Linked DNA regions of Mus musculus: region 2 is linked to region 1. The links are chromatin contacts, called in public Hi-C maps. All regions are on one chromosome and are shown on one strand. Each heading gives the region's core, a stretch centred on a gene start, on an enhancer-like site or on the middle of the called end of the contact. The rest is flanking DNA. Distances are from core to core; before and after follow the strand shown.

Evidence for each region. A called contact is a pair of places that touch in the nucleus more often than the background predicts.
Region 2: a Hi-C map of cortical neurons shows a contact between it and region 1, with 1.5 times the contacts expected there. The contact joins two enhancer-like sites. A contact is called at or near these places in 6 of 484 Hi-C or Micro-C datasets (cerebral cortex, cortical neurons, forebrain and 2 more) and 3 of 9 other capture datasets (adipose tissue, liver and pancreatic islet).

What each region holds. Positions count from the first base shown.
Region 1 is chr8:45,633,583-45,637,031 of GRCm38.p6, reverse strand. All of the region lies in intron 1 of Sorbs2 (sorbin and SH3 domain containing 2), which reads right to left. It overlaps Gm51529 (a long non-coding RNA gene), which reads left to right. Exons shown (of 3, transcript XR_003947382.1): 3 at 1,153-2,016. Among named protein-coding and RNA genes, the nearest start is that of Gm51529, 6.4 kb to the left of the region's middle. Within about 2 kb of position 1,686, at least 14 of the 459 cell types and tissues checked have an H3K27ac peak or open chromatin away from gene starts, as enhancers often do. A contact at or near this core is called in cortical neurons, where this site is marked.
Region 2 is chr8:45,702,074-45,705,522 of GRCm38.p6, reverse strand. The region is part of intron 2 of Sorbs2 (sorbin and SH3 domain containing 2); the gene reads right to left. Among named protein-coding and RNA genes, the nearest start is that of Gm30635, 25 kb to the right of the region's middle. Within about 2 kb of position 1,747, at least 6 of the 459 cell types and tissues checked have an H3K27ac peak or open chromatin away from gene starts, as enhancers often do. A contact at or near this core is called in cortical neurons, where this site is marked.

The sequences.
Region 1 (3,449 bases), core at 437-2,936:
AAAATTAATTTAAAATGCAGTCCAAATACTTTATATACAGGGGAAGGGAATTTTTGCATAATTGAGAGGAAACTGTAATCAGTTAGGTTCGTTTTATAGAATTAAAGCTCTGGTAGAAAGGAAGTCAAGAACATAATCAGATTTCAGACCACATCTTATCTGAAAAGACATGTTTCTATGTAAAGTCAGAGACTTCAGGATGTACCCTCAGTGCCTAAGACATGGAACTAAGAAAATCCTTTTCCCTAAACAGGTATAGTGAAAAGGGATGACTCTTGTTTCTTTAGTAAATCAGACGACTCTACTCTTTGCTGTTTTTATTTTTTATTTTTTTTTAATTCTCAGATGTCACTACCACAAGGCTGGTTGTTTTCAAGATTAAATTGTGGGGAAGTTGATAGTGTGCTAAATGAGCCAAGTTATTTTCTATTGTGTCAGGGCTTCCTTTGTTCAAGATACCTTGAAGACTTCAAAGGATTCCTGAGACATTAGCTTAGTGTTTTACCTAAAAAGGGCACGAACCCCATGCACAAAAATCTCTTAACAAAAAGAGCATCTGAAGACATATGGGCCATATGAATTTTCTCATGATGAAAGTCAAAAGCAATCGGTTCTCCCTACTTCAATTTAACCTCTATTCTTTCACACAGGTTATATTGACAGACAGGAACCTATCTGTCTACAACCCATTCAGTCTACTTTCCAGCCACCACTTACTTCTGGCCAAGGCCATGATGCAGTAAACAGCCAAAGCACTGTTGTTTTCTCATGGAATTTACATTCACATGGGATGACTAGACATACATAGAATAGCTTTATTTAAATGGCATAAAGATGCAATGGGCAAAGTGTAAGGAACAACTAGGTAGATGACTGTGTTAAGTCTTTCTTCAGCTGACCGATCACGAAAGTCCTGCTGAGCACTGCTGAGTCACATGGCCTGAAAAGTGCCTATTCTTGGTGTGTTCATGATTTCCAGCCCTTCTGTGAGAGTTAACACACATAAAGATCTTAGGATAGTAGCTAGCATGGGGCAAGTGCTTACTTTACAGCATCCTTAGGTTGATTGGTTTGGATCATTTTTGGACTAATATTTTCTGCAGCTTGCCTGGAGCCCTGCCTCTGGGTTAACGGCATTTTCTGCTTTTGCAGATGACCCAGGTTTGAAACCCAGCACCAATGCCCCGCCGCTGACAACCACCTGGAACACCATCCACAGACTGATCAGACACTTCAGAACTCTGCAGGCACTGGCACGGGAACATAAACCGACCCACAGGCATACGTACATATAATTATAAAATAAAATAAACCTGAAACAGAAATGTTTTTCTAGCTTACCGAATGCTAAGTATCTGAGCTTTCGTTTTCTTGAATCCATTTGGAAGCTGTTATTTTGATTACTTATCTAAGGTCTTCCAGCTTCTACGGGTTTTCAACTTTAAAAGATCTCCCTAAATTGACACTATTTCCTAGCTTAAGCTCTCTAATTATACTCTGAAGCATAAGGAGAAAAAGCTTAGAATTTGTGGTGTTTAAATGATCTTCCTTACGCTATTTTAAATAGAAGGCAAATGTGAATTCGTTCTCGTTGATCTTGTTTTCTCAATGGGTGTGAATAGAGCCAGATACTTTAGAAGGAACAGAAATCGCATTTCCTTGTCTGAATTATTCATGACACTCCAAGATACATTTAAGCTTTCCCCAGGTCCTGGCAGTAGTCCTGTGTTATGAAACTGTTGGAGCTCAGTGAGTGCTTTTCTTCAGGAAGACTATATTTTGCTTTAAAAAATAATAATAGCATTTCCTAAAATTTTCAGTTTTTTCCTTCTCGTCTGTTTTGTAATTTCAAAAAATAAAATAAAAAATAAGAAACGTCTCCTTATTTGCTTTTTTATCTCTGAGTAAAAATGGCCTTTTAAAAAAATCACATGTCAGCATCAGGACAATGTGGACAGAAGATCTGATTACTGTGGGCCATCTATTCATTTGCTATGCTGACTGAAGATTTAATGGACTGTCTCAGTCAGGGTTTCTATTCCTGCACAAACATCATGACCAAGAAGCAAGTTGGGGAGGAAAGGGTTTATTCAGCTTATACTTCCACACTGCTGTTCATCACCAAAGGAAGTCAGGACTGGAACTCAAGCAGGTCAGGAAGCAGGAGCTGATGCAGAGGCCATGGAGGGATGTTCCTTACTGGCTTGCCTCACCTGGCTTGCTCAGCCTGCTCTCTTATAGAACCAAGACTACCAGCCCAGAGATGGTCCCAGCCACAAGGGACCTTTCCCCCTTGATCACTAATTGAGAAAATACCTTACAGTTGGATCTCATGGAGGCATTTCCTCAACTGAAGCTCCTTTCTCTGTAATAAAGGAGCTTTGTCAAGTTGACACGAAACTAGCCAGTACATGGACCAACCTGTTTCCTGAATGCCTTCAATGTCCCAGCTGCCATTCTAAAGCCGGAGTCCAGTTTTGCTTGCCACTTTTGTTCTGACCAAACATTGATCTTTTTTTTTTTTTGTTTTTAACCTTAGGTACTCACATGACCTCCCCTTACCTAAAATTGTCTAACCTAGCAGACAAGCACACAAAACACAAGACTATCTGCGCTGTTGGAACAACCGATTGGTTCTAACATTTTCATCTTGACCACTATGTTGTTTATATAGATCTGGCAGTCTATCTGGATGTGGTAGCAAATGTTTGCAATCTCAGTACTCAGGAAGCAGAGGCAGGAGGATTAGGGGTTGGAAGCCAGCCTGGCCTCTTTCAAAGAAGTCAAGGGAGTCAGAGAGCTGGATCAGTGGCTAAGAGCAACTGATGCTCTAGCTGAGAACCGTGGCTACCTAAGTTCCTGCGTCCATGTGGTAGTCCACAACCTTCTGCAACTCCCAAATTCCAAGGGGATCTGATAGCCTCTCTGGACTCCACAGGTACCACACAATGTCCTGTAAGTGCTAGGTGCAGGGAAAATATCCATACACATCAAATAAAATCATGTAAATCCTTAAGAACAATAACAAAGGGGAAAAAAAATCCAGATCTGGCTAGTAAGAGACAAGTCCTTTCAAAAGGTTTTTTTTTACTCTCACAGCATAAACTATGGAATTTTCCACACACTTATGTAGCTGACAGATTATGTGCACTTGTTTCAGAGTACACTAAACCTTCACCAGACTACACAGTGAGCACAAACACAGATGGGGTTGCTGTGACCTGATCCTCTTTGCCTGATTAACTTCAGCACAGAAAATGACAGAATAAGGTGGGGTGGCGCATTGGCAAGCCACAAGAAGTCATCACTTCAGCATCCACTGTGGGCTCCCTAAGCTTCTTGTTGTTACTGTTGGGTTCTTTTCCTAAGCGGTATCAAGTATGGGTACAGGGTGTAAAATGTTCAACGTCCTAATGAGGCCGGAAGCAGGGGAGGCTTAGTTAAGAGGT
Region 2 (3,449 bases), core at 498-2,997, 68 kb before region 1:
GAACTGTTACTCTGTGATTGCTCACAGGCACGGACCACAAACATTAGTTGTGATTGCTGCTGAACATGGAGTACTCCCTACTGCTGCTGTTGCTTTCAGGATTATGGTTCCTAACATTCTATTTTATCATAATAATCTTTGGGTTGCCTTTTCCCACTCCCCTTATCCCCCCCCCCCTTTGCATCTTCCCCTCCCTCCCAAGACTATAGTTCCAGGCAAGTTTTCAGGACGCTACCCTTTATTTCCTTCACATTGGGGTCTTCAGGATGTTTCCTGCCTTTTGAAGATCACAGTTTAACCTTCATCAGCATCTGAACAGCACACCAGGGCTGGGTGCCCACCATATGCTAAACATTGCCCTGGATCTTAAGGGAGTCATCTTAGCTCCAGTAAGTCCCTGTTGAGGAGCACATGACTGGTTGACCAACTGATATGATTGGCTTGGGTTCTTGTGAGTTTTTCCCTCATTGAGATTCTTCCTAATGGTTCTTAAAAGTGAAGGCTCAATGCCCTGGTGTAGGAGAATGCGAAGGCGGGGAGGCGGGAATGGATGGGTGGGGGAGCACCCTCATAGAAGCAGGGGGAGAGGGAGTGAGATAGGAAGTTTCCAGAGGGGAAACTAGGAAAGGGGAAAACATATAAAATGGAAATAAAGAAAATATTCAATTAAAAAAGATATTTTCAATCAATGATTAAAAAAAATACACATTATTAGAAGCACATTGTGAAGTAGTCCCGAATGCCTTCCTTCCCATACAATGTAATAGCTCCTTGCCTGGAGGCAGAGATTGACTTCATTTTAACATGATGAGTTAAATAAATGTGTTTTCACTATGAGGCAGCCTTGGCTTGTATCACCTCATCTGGCCTTACTTCATGGTGTACATGGCTTCTCAGGGGCAGAGGCCATATTTTATTTAGATTTTTGTTACTATATGTCTTATATATTTACTACAGAAGGAATAGAGTATTATAACTTGACTTTAAATTTAAGGGCCCCCTTTTAGAAGCTTCATGTTCCATAGATATATAATCTATAGAGTTTGCTTGATAGGAACTTTGTCAGGTTGCATTAGAGTAGTACATGCAGCTTTGAAAACCATACTTAAGGTGTCATAAACACACACACATGCACATACACATGCACACACGCATGCACATACACACAGACATGCACACACACACACATGTACATACACACACACATGCACACACACACACATGCACACACAGACAGACACACACACACAGAGACACACACACACATGCACACACACACACACACACACACACAGAGGTGCACATACACACATTTGATGGAACTTTAATGTATAATGAGATAGATGCTTATTTTCTTGCTTTTTTTTAAATACTTCTCTTTGTAAGTATTAATATATTAAAACCTTATGAAAAGAGACACAGGAAAAAATAGAGTGACATAAATATAGTATGAGAGCCTGGCCCTGGACCAGGACTGCAGAAATAGACGGGAGAGAAATGGATCTGGGAGGAGAGTCCGTTTTTAGGACATTCGAGCACACATCTTTAAATATGAGACACATTTCTGGAAAGAACATCAAGTCCTGAGGGTACAGTGTTCAGTTGCCTTCTTTTAAACTTGCTGTGGCTTTTACAGAGAGTCACAAAAGTGTGAAAGGAGAGGAAACCTGAAAGCATGGGGACAGATTAGGAATCCCTAATAGATTATCTCCACAGAGGCCAGGGCATCAAAACAGTCCACACAGACACATCCCTTCTCACTGCTTGATTCCGTTTCCATGGTTACCCAGTGAGTCACTTCAGGCAGCACTGATGGGATCAAAGTAGCTTCAGCAAAATATGTTCTCATCCTTTCTGAAAAATGGGTAGAATATCAAGGAAAGACCACCTTTTATGCTGATGTCCTCTTGTTTATATAGCCATGACGGCTAGCCAAATCAATGCAGGGTCAACAGACTTTGGTAATGTCTCCTCATATGGTAAAAATACATAGAAGTAAACATTAGAAAAATTTAGCAAATCTGCTGGTGTTTTTGGTACTTCTGTGTAGGGCATTTATAGTGAGCGAAGTTTACTTGGATAGGTCAGTGCTTTTTTATTTTTAAATTAATGGAATCTTAGCAGGTTTGTTGTCAAATCCCCAAACTAGACCTTTTATCAGATCATTGGGGTGCATGATGAATAAAGAAATGTTTGAAGAGATTAAGTCCAACAAGTTCTTTCAACAAGACTGTCTTCATTAGGAAGCAAATTGCTCACTGAGGTAATTAAATCATGACGATACAACAAACATGGTTTCCCAAAATGCCCCCTGGCTTGCTTATTTTATGATAAAAAAATATGTTTATCCTACATTTTAATGTAAAGCAAGATGAATAGCTGGTTCAGAAGAAGTAACTAAATCCAAGAAAACACACCTTGATCACCATTGTGAACTACTGGCTAATGTTTGTCTGAGAATATGCTCAGGGTAGACTTGGTACTTTTCCTAATGACTAAGTCTAGGGAATATGATTGACTTAGAGATTAACTTGTCTTTGTGCTGTGGCCTTATGCTTACAATTTACATGCATAACATAATTATTTGGCCTTTAGTACATTCAGATGAAATAACTTCTGAAGAGATTACTGGGCTGTTCAATAAAAAAAAAATCTGTCTTTCATCTATGCAGGTAGAACGAGGGGGGCATCAAGGTTCTGTCTTCGGTTACAAAGATCCAAGGTCTTATAGATGCTTACGATGGCTGTGATTCCCACTGGTTGGGGGTCTACATTTGTTGAGGGAAACTGGCCTCAGTTTCCCTTGGTTTCTACCTTTGTCTTTACCTCTCACTCAGATAGGAGCTTAGCTTGTCAAAAGAAAACCAAGCTAATAAACAACCTGCCTCCCCGGGCAAAGAGTTTGTGGATGGGAATGTCTTGAGAATATTTTGCTAGGTCAGCATACACCATTGTGCTTGACACCAGAAATCTGAGCGGATCTGTATGTGCACGGAGAAACATTCCTTACAGCCTCAACCACGGACACGCAAGGGTTGGGAAGATTAGTGTTTGGTCAAAGAGCCACGCCCTGGCTAAATCTGGTTGACCAAATGTCTCCTTTATTCACCAAATCCTTACAAACTGAAGCACAGTATAACACAAGTTATTCCAACCAGAGAGCCTTCCCTAATCCTAAACTCACTCATGGTGACTCTAAGCTCAGGAAAAAAAGTAAATTAAGATGACGGCATTCCCCAGGCTCTTACGAGACCTCCCCGGTGTCTTAAACAGTCAATCAAGCAGTTCATTAAGTCACACTGCTTTGATGCTTTGGCAAAAGAAAGACCAGAAACAAATCCCAGCAGTATGTCTATCTGGCCTGGGATGAAGTCGGTCTGATGACCAGGTCCCTTGCCAGCATTGACCAGTGACCTCACCAGTGCGTTCTCGGGGAAGACGTCACCCAA